Regions from separate parts of the Arabidopsis thaliana genome. Here region 2 is linked to region 1. The links are chromatin contacts, called in public capture Hi-C maps. All regions are on one chromosome and are shown on one strand. The core of a region is the stretch at or near the end of the contact, and the rest is flanking DNA. Distances in the headings are between cores, read along the strand shown.

Evidence for each region. Capture Hi-C pulls out chosen DNA fragments and counts their contacts.
Region 2: a capture Hi-C map of seedling shows a contact between it and region 1, with 2.8 times the contacts expected there. A contact is called at or near these places in 1 of 26 Hi-C or Micro-C datasets (callus) and 1 of 3 other capture datasets (seedling).

What each region holds. Positions count from the first base shown.
Region 1 is chr3:12,099,833-12,107,541 of TAIR10.1, reverse strand. It overlaps AT3G30460 (RING/U-box superfamily protein), which reads right to left and starts at 3,202. Exons shown (of 1, transcript NM_001339052.1): 1 at 2,431-3,202. The coding sequence starts at 3,109. The coding sequence ends at 2,666. It also overlaps the pseudogene AT3G30465.
Region 2 is chr3:12,163,501-12,171,209 of TAIR10.1, reverse strand. It overlaps AT3G30580, which reads left to right and starts at 3,029. Exons shown (of 1, transcript NM_113959.2): 1 at 3,029-3,633. The coding sequence starts at 3,057. The coding sequence ends at 3,443. It also overlaps the pseudogene AT3G30570 and the pseudogene AT3G30582.

The sequences.
Region 1 (7,709 bases), core at 1,953-4,452:
TTGCCAAAAAAAAAAGAGAACATAACTCAGCCTTCACAGAAAATAACTCAGCCTTCACATAACATACTTGACAAAAAAACAAAACATTAACTCAGCCGTAACATAAATATTTGATAAAAAACAGAACATAACAGAGCCGAAACCGTACCTCACCATCATTCGCTTTGATATCTTCAGCAATGGCCGATTCTATAGTTGCACGGGTACGGCTGCCACCCCATCTAAGCAACGGAATCTCATCCGCTTTAACAACGTTCCCAAAACGCTCGGCGATGGTGATGATTGAATCATACGCCCAAGCCTGCAACACGAAAACCAGACCACTGATGGTGTACGTCTTGCCAATATGCCTCAACAACTTTATAGAAACGACAAGGGCTTCAAATGCTTCCCGACCCCATGGATAAGTCTTCATGGCTTCGTCATCGAAAACTCTTTTGGCACTCTCAAATGGTATCCTAGAGTTAGTATGCAAGCCAAAAAGTCCAATGGATAGAAGAGTCAATAAGCCAAACCATCTACGCTTTTCATGAGGCCAAGCTCTGCACATTACTAAGCCCTGCCTAAGTTCATCTAGATTAGGACCTTCACCGGTTGGCACACGCAATTCCCTGAAGAACACTTTGTAGTCAGCTTCAGGCCCAAACTTTTCTGTAGGCAGTTGATCTATATTTAAACCCATGATATGATGAAATTCGTTCAATCCAAACCGGATGGGTTTACCAGCCAGGATACACCAAAGCTCCTTCTTCAGTATTCTCAGCTGTCTGCATAGTAGATAATGTACGGTCTTACCAGACCATAGAAAATGACTATCAACAAGCTTAGCAATTAATCCAGGCTCTGTCTCTTTCAGTTCTGCCCATATATCTTTTCCTATTGATTCTCTAATTGCAGGGAACTCTCCCAGCTTTATGTTGTGATTAATGCCTTTACCCTCCAGATTAGAATCCTCCTCTTGGTAAAGTCTTGGAGGGTACTCCCTTGCTTGGTCTTCAGACATTTATATAACCATAAATCAGCCGTAAGCATTCCATAACTCAGCCATAACATAAAACAAACTCATCCACAGATACCATAACTCAGGCAAAACATAAATCTAACTCAGGCATAGATAACATAACTGTGTCATAACATAAACCAATCTCAGCCACACATAACATAACTCAGCCATAAGATAAATCTAACTCAGCCATATCTTAACAGAAACTCAGTCAAACCATAACATAACAACAACTCAGTTAAAACATAAACCAGACTCAGCTATATCAAAACAGAAACTCAGCCATAACATAAACAAACTCAGCCGTCATATAAAAGAAACTCAGTCATCGATGTAAGGTTAAACCATAACTCAGTCACAACATAAAACAAACTCAGACACGGATGAATTGATAAATCATAAATCAGTCGGAAAACAAACAGTAACTCAGCCGTCAAATCAAATAGATCTAAGAAATCAGCCACCATATGTCAATCAACGACGACGTTAAAACCCAGCTTTAAAAACCATCGTTACGCATCGGAAAACGATTTTAGTGACGGGAATCACTTGCGATTGAACTTAGATGTCTGAGTCTTACTTAATAGAAACATACTCACCGGAACTTAGATGTCGGATGTGCCTTCGCACTTACGGAAATGCGACTCCGGCGTCTGAATTTCGGCCGGAACAGACGAGAAAATAGCAAAACGGCGAAAGAGAACGATTTCGTTCCGTCGAGAGAGAAAGAGGAAGAAAGCGACAGTTTTTTTTTTTTTGGGAGATGATGAACAGTAACGCCAAGAAAAAGAAACCCGAACGTTATGCGGTTTGGAGATGATTAATGACGTGGATTATGGTAATGACATGTATAATCACTGTTTTTTCATTTAATTTTTAGTTAAAAACGAATTAAATAATAATAATTAATTAAAACTAATTAGGGGTATTAATTATAATTACACAATTACTGAAAACATCTAAATAATAAAAAAAAGATGTGTTCTATTCTAGGAATAAACATACAAATGTTTTCAATCTTAGGAATTATTTCTTTTATAAATTGCCCAAAACTTCTTTATAGAAACTAAATCCAACGGGAAAAAGATCGGAAATTTCCTTCTTCTATTTATTAACGTTGTTGTACTAAAGGTTGAATTGATAACAAACTCAAGATGAGAAATAACAAGAACAAGTTGAGAAGGATTCAAATTTGTTAAATAAAATTGGGCATTGGGCTTGATGACCTTTCCTCTGAAATCGATAATGGGCATTATCCGAGCCGGACGGACATCAAGTACAAAGCCCAACACCATTAATCTCTTTCAGCTGTACAGAAAAACTCCAGCCCTATCCAAGTTATTGTGATTGGTTGAGTTGGGAATTAGTTGCGAGTTGCGACTCTTTGTTGAACAAAGAAACATAAGACATAAGGAAAAGCAATAATAGTCTGACTTAATTAAGACAATATAAGAATTGAGTAATCTAATAGTGGTGACATATAGATTGAAGAAACCTATGCAAAAGATAGACTATAATTGACAAGGAACCTATACACATATTCAAGAAAACAAAACCTAGATACAGTAGTTACTAATTAACAATAATATTTACCAAAAATAAAACTCTTAGGCTCCGGATACAGTTTGGTCGGAACAATAAGAAAATACTACATGCACAATCTCAACCGTGGTTGGGTAATTCCACGTTATGACGACAAAGCGGACAAGTGTTCCGATTACTCAACCAATTCGAGATACACTCTTTATGGTAATAATGCCGACAAGGAAGCTCTGAGAGCCTCTCATTAGCAGCAAGCTCCTCTCTACATATAGCACAAACCACTAAACCTCTCTCCATCATTTCCTCAGCCGTAAACTCCACCACCGGAAGTTCCTCCCCTGCGTTAAGCCACCGCGTACAAGAGGATGAATTACCGAGAACTAGACCAAAGATTTCATCGTAAGATCCAAACGTGTTGACTCCATGATTGCTCCGTGAATCCAAGTAGTGGAGGTAACGGAGGTATTCGTCGTCAATTAATGTAGTGTCTGCTTCGAAATCTTCTTCGGTCGGAGTTTGGTCTGGTTCGGTGAGGTTTAGAGGAAGATGAAACTCCTCAGCCATTGATTTTTTTTTCCTTTTTCTTTTTGGGTGTAGATGATGATTGTACGAGAATGTGAAGATTGGGTTTTCGAGTATAAGAGAATATTTCGGCTCATATGATCCTTGCATGAGGACAAGATTTGAACACATGTCTTACGAGTGTGTCTCTTTTGTGGCCACGTCATAGAACTATTATAGCACCGACATATCAATAAAACAAAAAAAAATTCACAATTTTAAAAACCGGAATTAAAAAAATCAAAATTTTAGACAACGGTAATAAGAACGGTACATAATTAGAAAATTATATTTTAGAAAAAAAGTAAAAGAGAATGATAAAAGATAAAAATCTCTCTTGTAAAAATATTGGAATATTGTTAGAATATTATATATTTTTTACAATTACTTATATGTTTTGTGTTATTGTGTAATTATAATTAATACTTTTAGTTAGATTTTTTTTAATTAAGATTTTTTTATTATTTTTTTAATTAAAAATAATTAAGGAAATTATATTAATCTATGTCATTAAAAAAAAAAGCCACGTCATTAACGTTATTAAGAAGAACTTTTTGGTTTTCCTCTCTATTATTGTTTTGCAACAAATTTACATGCCACGGCTGAGTTATAATGGTTCACGGAAAACGAAAGATCGAGTAAATCTACTTATTACGACTTAGCTGTTACGATTAGACATATTGTTCATAGCCTTGTTCAAGAACATCTAGCTCAACTTTAACTGATGGCTCAACTCATTCAATCTATAGTCATCGAGTACCAACTTCACAAGCTTGTTGTGCGTTGTTTTCGCATCTATTTGCATAACTCTACACTCTTTATTGTTAGTGTTAAATACAAATTCTTTACTTCATTACCAACAATTACCGTAATCGAATCAATCATATTAGGAGAAAGATGAAAGAAAATGAAGAAGAATGAGGAAGACGATGACGAATTAGAAGTTCCGGTAATGTGAAAAACTCAAGTTAAGAAGACGAATTAAAAAAGGCGTTTCGTATTTTCTTTGATGATGATGACATAAAATGTTGCATCCGACGTTATTTTTTAATTGATGAAGTGGCAAGTAAGCCACCAAACGAACTTGCATAAATAAATCAGCCATCAAACAAAGCTATAAGTCAGTCGCAACATGTCGTTTAATGTCAAAGCTACAGTAATTAAAAAAACAAAAACACGGCAAGTTAATTTAGCCGTTTAATGTCGTAACTCAACAGAAATTTTTTAACTCAGTCGTTTCGTTTTATATGTCGGCCGTAATTGCATGATATTATAATAATTAATCTTTCACTATTAAGTCAGTCGTAACTAGGCTGAGTTATCCGTTAATTCAGCTCATAACGGCTGATTTATGACACTCGAACATAAATTAGCCGTAACGATATCCCACATCTAAATCGTCTTTGATAACTCAGCCAGCCATAAAAAGTTGACTCAGCTGTGTCGAGGGAATAACTTAGCCAAAATTTTGACCAATCAACCATAGGGTAAAAACTCTGCCGTAACTTAGGTTGGGTTATGCTCAAATTCTCATAACTCAGCAAATCTCATTAAGTCAGTCATAACGTAAGCTGAATTATTTCATAACTCAGAAAAATTTCATTAAGTCAGCCATGACTCGAGAGAGAGTTGTACTATAAGTCAGCCGTTTTCTCATAACTCAACCATTTTTTCTTAAATCAGTCGCACCATACCGTAGCTCAGCCATCACTGCCGTTGTAGCGCTTTACGGCTAAGTTCATTGATGTAGGTCAAATTTCCTTAAGATCACTCATTAAATAAGAGATTGTAGTACTTACGGGTCGAATTCCAAAAAGTTCTCGGATCACGCAATAGACTATTGTTTATTAAATTAAACTAAACTAATAGATTACAAAATAAGAAACATAGAAAAGCAATAAATATCAAGATGTAAGTCAGATGGGAAAAAAGTCAGGTTTAGGGTATTCTCAGGAAATAGAGATTAGTAGATCTACTGATAGCTAGGTTGTTATCGAACCATTCTTAAACTCAAACTATAGTATCAGAATAACCGGTGGTGTTCCGTGAAATTAACTATGCTTGGAGCTAAGATTCCCGGTGGCGTGCAGTGAAACCCTATTCCTAAACATGCATGCTAAACGAGTTCGATAAGTTCACCTTAGTAGATAGACCGATTCTTATTACACACCTATTAACCAGGCTCATCAAATAATAGTTTTGATAATAGATACCTATGGCGGGTGTAATACCCCTCACTAAGACTACAAATTGACCGAGGGATGGCTATCGAAGAACCATCAGCCAATATAGAAGAGAATGATTGTTGGCGATGAGCCGAAGTATTCTAGGATACTTTCAAGAGTTTTGATCGAGGGGGTTAACTATTATTAGGCGAACCATGATAGTCCATCCGTCTGTTGTGCGTTGCGTGAAACTCCGTAACGTTATGGCTTACGAAGGTTTGGAGCAGGTCATGCCCGGGCAAGCGCTACATGACGATATAGTATTGAGGGATGTAATCTCTTTTAGACTGTCGTGGTTGTTCAATTTATTGCTTGTGAATCTTGTGTTATTGATTCTTTGAGATTGGGGGTTGGGTTGGGTTATACTATTAGAATCCCGGATTTACTGACTAATGCTAGATTACTCAAGATTCTAAATTTGTTTAAGAGGTAACCTTTGGGAGCGAAGGATGTTAGGCCAACCGGTGTAGTTTGCATTATCTTTGTAAAGATATAGGTTTTGCGTATAGTATGTATAACTTGATATTTTCATTGATAGTAATAAAGCTATGATTTTAGTAAACCCATGTCTCCCATGATATAATTAGTCATGTCCGGACTATCATAACTCGCGTATCGCAGTACGGGTTGCAAAGCCTTAGGCCATGATAGCAAGGTAAACCGATTTCTCGCGGTTGGACGACTTTGGGCGAGCGGTCGTGTTCCATGAATTTGGGTTAGCCGCCTGCGAGAGTCAACTGTGATACTTCCAAATTTGTTCTTGGCCTAGAGCGGTTCAGGGGTGTTATAAGTATGGTATCAGAGCATGGTTAATTGATGCTCGTAAGAGACACGTGTTTTCAATATTTTATCGAGTCAAAGGAGTCACAAAGACAATTAGAAAACCGGTTATGTCCTTAGCATTTAGCTAGATGGGATAGGATTTACCCTTGGATGTTCGAAGCAGGTTTTTTACCAAAAGATGGAGATGACAACCTTGAGGAGGAATTTATTTTTAAATAGTTTTCTTTCCCCATTGGTTCATTCAAAAAGGAAACTGGCAAGACATTAGGTAGAGGCGGATTGAGAAGATAAACTTTAGGAATAGATTACCTTAAGCATTATGACCATGCAAGTCTTGGGCCAGGTAAGTATGGGTTTTATCTCACTTCTTTTATGGTGTTATATGTGTTGTTTATTTGTTTAAATTCAAGTAATCGTTTAGTTTTGTTTAGTGTAACAATATTTGGGGAAGGGTAACCCCATCCATGCGTTGTTAGATCGATAGGTTGGTTTTAAATTTTTGTTGTCAGAGTGAGTTGAGTGTTAGGATTAGTCTTTATGTAACCCTGAAGACTTCAACCTTAAAAACCTAGAGGTTAAGTAAACCGTAGTTGTTTAGGCCGACCATCCTTAACCTATAAAACCTGTGATAACTTGAGGCGTGTGGTGTGGATGAAGGCAAGATTGTGTGTTAAGCTTTTGAGCAACACACATGATATGTGAAAGGAAATCACATATACAGAAATGGAGTTGAAGAGTTCTAAGAAAAGTGGAGAGTGATGAAGTGAAGAAGGGAAGAGAAGTAAACAAATGATGAAAATGATGAAGACGATGAACCAAGAAGGTTATAGCTGAAGAAGAAAATAGCTAAAGTAAGAGAGTGTGAAAAATAAAAGACATACTTTACATAATGTAAAATTAAGTCTAAGGGGAGGAGCCGAATACACAAGTCATTAAGTCAATACAAGGGTATGAGGAGAATCACAAAACGAAGACGAAGCCCTTGAAGATTAGTCAAAGGGGATGAGTACCAGGACGAGAAGAACGGTGAGCCATAATTTGAAGCATGCAAGACCCAGATTCAAGGAGAGAAGTTCAAGAAGACAAGGAGTCTAAAGAAGTTGGCATAGGTTATGTTGTCAACATTTTGGAGAAGTTCTAGGTAACATTTCCCCTGAAAATTTGAGGACGAATTTTATTAAGGGGAATACCCCTCACCATGACTCCAAATTGACCGAGGGAAGGCTATCAAAGAACCATCAGCCAATATCAAAGAGAATAATTGTTGGCGATGAGCCGAAGTATTTTAGGATACTTTCAAGAGTTTTGATCGAGGGAAATTGCAAGATGAACAATGAAAATGGAAGTTGGGCGAGAGAAATCGAGTTTGGGGCGATGACATAGATATTCAGACGATCAGGGACGATGCAGGATCGGCCCGTGGTGAGCGATGGACGACCCTGGGCAATGCATGATTGATCCGCGATAGGTGTGTGATCGACGATTGGGCACGTCACTGATCAGCTTCCGATCAAGCAGGAGGGTAAGCTACTTGTCAGATTTGTGGTCAAGAAACGGCAACGTTGTTGAGCAGCTTAGGACCCAAGCTGTTGCAT
Region 2 (7,709 bases), core at 1,780-4,279, 64 kb before region 1:
ACTAGGCAGGAAATCCAAAGATTGTGTCTCCACGGGCGCTTATATTATCTATCTTGGTAGAAACCTTATATCTTGTTCAGTTAAGAAACAAAATGGAGTCCCACGATTGTCTACGGAAGCTAAGTACTGTTCCGTCGCTAACACAGCTGCAAAAATAAGATGGATATGTAATCTACTCACTGAACTTGGGATTTCTACAATATCATAACCGGTCATGTACTGTGAAAATGTAGGCGCAACCTTTCTCTCTGCAAATCCGGTCTTTAGTTCAAAAATGATATACATTGCCATCGACATACATTTCATTTTGAACAAGTTCAACATGGTCTTCTATGAGTAGCTCATGTGAACACCAAAGACCAACTTGCGGATACACTAACAAAACCATTGACACGGCAACGGTTTCTTGAGCTGAGAGACAAGATTGAAGTAACATCAGACCCTCTATCTTGAGGGGGCATGTCACAGATACGATTAGATCATGCCTTCAATACCATCATATCTCCTCTTACCATCTATAGTTCTTTCTTTATCTAGTCTTCGTGTCTAAACTGTATATATAGATGTGTAAGTCTCATTGTAAGATATATGAAACACATTTATTAGACAATTGTAGCATCAATAAGTTTTGTTCTCTAAATTCGTTAATTCAATTCAAAATAGTTTGTATGTAGAAGCATCCTCATTTTAAGAATTGGAAGAGTAATAAAAAATAATAGCAGATGAGTAATTTAATTTAAGTTCATTACTTAGAAAACTACCTTATTAGTGGATAAAGTATCTAAACTTTAAATTACACTTGGCTCTTTTGCATCATGTTTTTGCATAAGTAAATAAATTTCACTTTATTAAGCCAACTAACCATTTCATTAATGATATAGCCGGGTTGTGGCCCATATCCACTCTTCTGATCATGAGATTAATCTTGTTGCCCTTTTTAAAAGAACTAAATAGACACATCTAGTATCAAAGTCAGTAAAACAAGCTCATCACAATGAAATTTTTGATGTAGAGGAAAATTCTGAAATATAGAGACTAAACAAAGGAATTTCATAAGATGGAGGTGCGAAGTGATGACGCATATCTTTTTGGTATAATAGTTTGTGTCCTCTAGGACAGCTATATTTGATCATGGGTGAGCGTGGGTGTATTACCTTGGGGATTCAGTCTAATGTTACTATTGTGAATGTTGATTGTTGGGTACAAACCAATGTCTTATATCGGAAGTTAAAAAAAGAAATTTTTAATATATAAGCCAACTCCAACTTCAACTAGTATGAGGTTTTTAAAGAAAGAGTCCAATAATAATTTGTGGAGTTGAACATGTAAGTCCAAAGAGGATATCATCATATTAAAAAGGGAGTTAGAAAAGACCCAATACTTATTAGGATCACTGCCGAAGACGGTACTGAATTGTTGTGTTATACATAATAGAAGCTGAGATTGAACGATGCACGAGTTGTTTAGTTTGCATCGAGGAAAATTTTGCTATGTGGTAAAGCTCTAATGAAAATTCAAAGGAACTTGAGTTGGATAAATTTTAAATTTATTAAATATATGTATATATACAACATGACAATAGTTTAGGACTTTAGGCGATATTCACATCAAAGTAAAACGAATTAACATTGAACTCATCGAAGTTAAAATTCCACTTCGCATATAATGTCCATAAATTTACAAATTGATCAAAACGTGTGCTTCTCTCCTTGGCGAGACGAATTTGTGTTCTACCCGGTAAACCTATAATCATTTACAAAGATTGTGCTGTAGTGTTTAACTATCTTCAATTGTGTTTCTTTAGCTTTATGTGACCTCATGTCTTTATAAAAACTAATCTCAATTGTTCGATTTAGGTATTGTCATTTACACAAACACTCATTAATTTTTATTTTTATTCTGTCATGAGATATTATTTAAGGCTCAGACAAGCTAAAAATACGGAAAAATGTTTACATAAGTAACATGTAGCGGTTCAACATGATTTTTTCGTGCCAAATAATCCACCTTGACATTTGCAGTACAAGATATTAAAGATAAAGAAAATATAGTGAATTTTTTCTTGTCGATCAAAAACTCCTCCAAATATGTTGAAAACGCTGACCATTCGGTTAGGGAATACACCATTTTCACCAGGTCTGTGAAGAATTCATCTAAAACCCAGCGAAGAAATTTTATTAAATATTAATCATGAACTATAAATATAATTTGCAAAGATAGAACAATGCAATTCCAGAAAATAAAACAAAAGTCCTTATAAGAAAAATTAAGATATACTTGTTTGATAATTTAAAGAAAGAACCACTTTTAATTTTGCATTCCCCCATAATTTAAAGAAAAAAACACCCATTGTTCCACTAAAACGGTTTTGAGAGCATATGATATAAAACACTTCTCCACAAAAATATGATATAAATATTTTATCAAACTTATCAATAATTGGTTATACACTATATATACGAATCTGATGAGAATAAAAAGAGAAAAATAAGAGGGGGCATGCATGATCCTAACATGTTCGACAACATGGTTTGATTTGAATCAAACATCCAATCTCCATAAAGATGCATGCGTGTTTGGTTTCATTACAGAGAATTCTTAGTGTAAAGATACATTTCCCTCATGCCACAATGTGAACTTAAACCACTTCACTTTCTCTAACCGAAACACATTAATTATATTAATTAGCATTTATTTTTCAACATGCTCACACTATTACGAAGACTAAGACTACACATAAATCATAACTTATAGAAGACAAACCCTTTTTCATAAAAAACAGCTATTCTTCTTCGAGTTATGTCGGAAATAACTTTATACGTTAGACATAAGCTGTCCTTAGCGTATTAAACAAATGAAAACACACGAGTCTTCTTCCACGCACATGCAATTACATATTATTTATGGGACACTTATATATACATTCCATTATACAAGCAAAAACACTACAACTTAAACTCTCTCTCTCTCTCTCACTCTCTCTCTCTCTCTCTCTCTCTCTCTCTCTCTCTCTCTCTCTCTCTCTCTCTCTCAAGATTAGGGTTCTTGAGTCATCCATGGAGAGAGAAGAATGTAGCAGCAGCGAGTCCGGATGGACCACGTATATTTCTTCGCGTATGGAGGAAGAAGAGGAAGAGGTGATTGATGAGGTCTATTATGAAGGGCATATCATCGAAAAAGATCGTAGAAAATATGCGAATGAATACGAAATCAACAAAGACAGCGATGATTCGATGGCTTCCGATGCTTCTTCCGGGCCAAGTTATCACCAAACGAGCAATAGAGGTAAACGTAGAGAAGGTCTCGCTCTAAGGAATGGGAAAGGTGAAAGTAATGATGTTTATAGTCATCGTATAGATGATAAGAATATTGGTAATCTTATATCTAGGAAAAAAGAGAAGAAAAAGAGTGAAAACAAGAGTAGGTCTCATAAAAAGAAGTAATTTTTTGAAGTTGATTGTATATGTTGGATTTGATTATAGTTTTCTTTCCTTTTTGTGTTGAGGTTTTTTTATGCCTCGAGCAAAGGGTGTTTGATTATTTTAATGGTTTTGTTTTTCAACATGAAGATTAACATATGTATTTTTCTCTAATTATGTTCTCGATTATTATTGTCCATCTATAAGAAATCATTTCCCATTATCTACTTAGCTACATGCATGCTTCGGTGATTATTGGCATACTAAAACTATGTTTACATTAAAAACTTTTTTATTTAAGTTACGTTGGACGCTACTCTCATACCACTGTAAAAATAGGAAATGAATTCCGTACAGAAGAAATTCATTACAACAAAAAAGGAAGAATTTATTCATATAAAGTTTGAGTTCAAACAAAAAACCACGCTTGGGAAAGGTTGATTTTACTAATTGCACATCAATGAGTGGTTTCTTTTATTATTATTATTAGTATTTTCTTAAACTTGAACGATTTATGTATTGTATGCTTGGATTTTTGTGGTTATATAAAAAGAAATGTACTACTGAATGCTGTCATGAATCAAAGTGGTGTAAATGAAAATAGGTCTATCATGGCATGTGTGATGACTGATGAAACGTCTCCTTCGAGACAACTTCTCCATTATTGGTCACATTGTGATTTTCAATGTGTTTGATCAAATTGTCTTAAAATTTTATGATGAAATTGTTTTGTTTGTTTGTTTATTTTGGCTGTAAAGAGGGAAATGGATCAGACACACATGACAGCAACATGGGAACTCTTTCACAGAAAATAATTAGTTTTTGTTTGAATTTTCACAATTTTGTTGGTTTTTGCTTATCTGCAAGAAATAACGTAGATAAATTACTCACACCCATAATTCTAATATACATTTTCATATATCATGTACAACCTAGATATTAAAAGTATTAAGTGGTGTAACAAATTTGAAGTATTTTATTTATATCCAGATAATTGTCGTATATGAAGGCCCAAAACAGTTCTCCGAGCAAGTTCGTTTGAGATATAACCGAAAAGCAGAACACAAAAGGTTTTAAAAGTTAAGCCCATGGACCTTGTATTAATTCTCTAACGATGTCTCGTTTAGTCGTTTTGCTGGTTTGTCTTTTCCACTTACGCATGGACTAGATGAAAAACGACAAACCAGCAAGATTTGTTAGTGACTAATCCAAAACGGAAAAGTAAATATTGAAATGAAAGCTTTACCAAAAAATTCCCATATAATCAAAGATTAGTGAGTTCTTTACAGACTAGATGCCCTAAATTAATGTGAGTTAAGCTTATTTTGTTTAAAAGTTTAAAAACTTTATGCAAATTATATTTTATCAAACATGCATATTAATATTTTTTTCTTGTCGTTTTTCCTTTTTTCTCTTCTCTCCGTGTTTAGATTTTATATAAAGTAATTTGATATAGACAATGACCAAGGTAAAATCGAGGTAGAGATCAAATTATGCTGAACGAACTGGCAAACAGGTCGGTTTTAAATGGTAGACCGCCTAAATGAAAGAATAACATTTAACCTAAACATAAATGCTTCACAAAAGGAAGCTCTTAGTGATTTTGATCATGTCCTCAAAGCACTTAGGGGGATGTATTCAAATTAGAATTTAAAGTGATTTGAGTTTTCTTGAGTTTTTAAATGATTTGGATGATTTTAAGGAAGTTTATATAATTTTTGTAAAATCCATTCAAATTTCACCTTAAACCATGAGATTTAGATTTCTGTATTTTTAACTAAGGAAATCCTCTCAAATCCCCTTAAATCCTCCAAAATCATTAAAATCAAAATCCATAAATTATTTTCAATAATAGTAGATTTTAAGTTGGATTTTGAAATCATTAGTTTAACAACACTGGATTTCATGGGACTTTTTAAAATCCATGTTTGAACAACATAGGATTTATAAGTTCTACACAAATCTCTTAAAATTTCACTTTCAATACACTTTAATATATTGTTTGCGTCTAAATCTCTTGTTGAACTTCCAGAAAATCAGCGTTTCCATACTTCCATATATTTAGGTTTCACCTATGCTAATACATATATAATTACATCTTTTCATTGTATTCTTTTCATTCAATATTTTTATTCAATTTTAATAATCAGAGCGAAAATCTTCTATAGTTATAGTTGTATTTTTTTAAATGCATCTAGTCATTTAAAATTGTGTCTTTCAACAGATTGCGTCTTTTCATCGTAACTACTGTTTACAAAAATATTGTTAATTAGTTTTTATCCAAATCGGATACCTTATATCGTTGTGTCTTTTCATTATAAGTCTTTGTTAAATATTTTAGTTTTAGTTTTAATAATTGGAAAATAATATCTTCTAGAGTTGAATCCTTTACAAAATTGTATCTAGTCATTAAAAATTGTGGTTTTCACAATATTTTATTTGTATTTTTTTCATCACAAATTTTCTTTCCAATAGTTGTATCTTTTAAGAAAATTAGTGTCAATATAAATCTTCCTATCTGTTTAACTCTATATATTTGTCCATATTCCTAGATATTTACCACACTTTTGTTCTTTAACATTAATTCAAAATTGGTAATTTGGTTTATAAAGAGATATCAGATTGCTAAGACTATACCCTGAAGAAATATCTTTTATAGTTGTGCCTTTTTCTTGTTATCTTTGTAAAATATATTTTTCAATAATTTGAAAAAGTATCTTTTAAAAAAGAATTGATATATTCATTTAAATTTTTTATTTTCACAAGGTATGTTATGTTGTATTCATATTTTTTCATCACAATTTTTCATTCTAACTAATAGTTGGGACTTTTAGAAACATATATATCTATTTTAATGTTTAAATTTCTTGAACTATATATATTTTTCCTTTTCCTAGATAACTACTAAATTTTAATATGCATCATATTGAGTTTGAATTTCTTTTTTTAGTTTAGTTATAGGAAGTTTGTATTAAACTAAATCCCCGGATTTTATTAATATTAAACTAAAACAGCTCAAACACGGACTTGTCGTGGAAACGTAGTTCCGTCGACATCATCCCTCATAATCGTCTTAACACAAAGCAGAACAGAAAAAAAAATATGAACTCCTAACAGAAGTGAAAACACATAGTTAGCTAACACATCGGCAAGAGAGTTAGCTTCCCTATACACATGACAAATTCGGACTGTCCAGTCCTTAACCAAAAAGCCATAGCACAACCGCACCAGGAATGACAACGGATGAGCCTCTCCTATCCCCGTCCTTATAAACCCTACCACCATCTCTGAATCTACTTCCAACTTTAGTCGTGTGACCCGTTTCTCCAATTCTGTGTACATCCCATAGTAGACACCCCACAACTCAGCCAACGGTAAAGAATATCGCCCAATATTAACCCCAAACCCGCCACATCACTCCCCATTACTATCCCGCAACGCGCCACCGGCAGCAGCTAAACCCGGATTCCCTCTAGAGGCACCATCCATATTGAGCTTATACCAACCAGCACTAGGTACCCGCCACCCGATCTGCTGGTCGACTCGATTCTCCCTGATACCTCCATCTGATTTCGTCTCATTCGCCACACTAACCTCCACAGCCAGCTCCTTTAAAAAACGGACCCTATCTCGACATTTATGTTGCTCACCAAACACATTCCCGCAGCGCTATTTCCATCCCCACCAAACAGCCACTGCAAAAACCGTTGCCCAGACTGCATCCTTAGTTCTGACTCCTTCACATAAATTCTCATAGAGCCATTCATACAAGGACTACGTGAAAAAGCATGTCTTCACCTTATTGGCATAATGCGAGCCCAAATTCTTGCCATTGCTGGGCAGTCACGAAGCACATGTAGAACAGATTATGTACCTCCCTTACAAACCTAACAAATATCCAAGTCACAAAGGTGTCTTCTCCTCCTCTCCTCATTGGTCATGATCACCTGATTTGCATCCAACCAGAGAAATACCCTTACTCTTTCAGGCACAACCACTCTCCACACTCTCATGAAGAAAGTTCGTATATCCTGTCTTGGCGAGTCATCTTGTGTTAGTAAAGCATAGGCTGACTTAACTGAAAACCGCCCATCAGCATTACCGCTTCAAGAAACTCTATCCTTTGCCCCAGTGACCCTATCCAGCACTATGGACGCTAACTCCAGCCGCTTCACTTTTGTAACATACGGAGAGATGCGCTGAAGATCCCACCCAGCACCATCATTCCACAGATCATGAGCCATCTGTGATTCATATCCCTCTTGTAGATCCCCTATCACTTCATCCAGT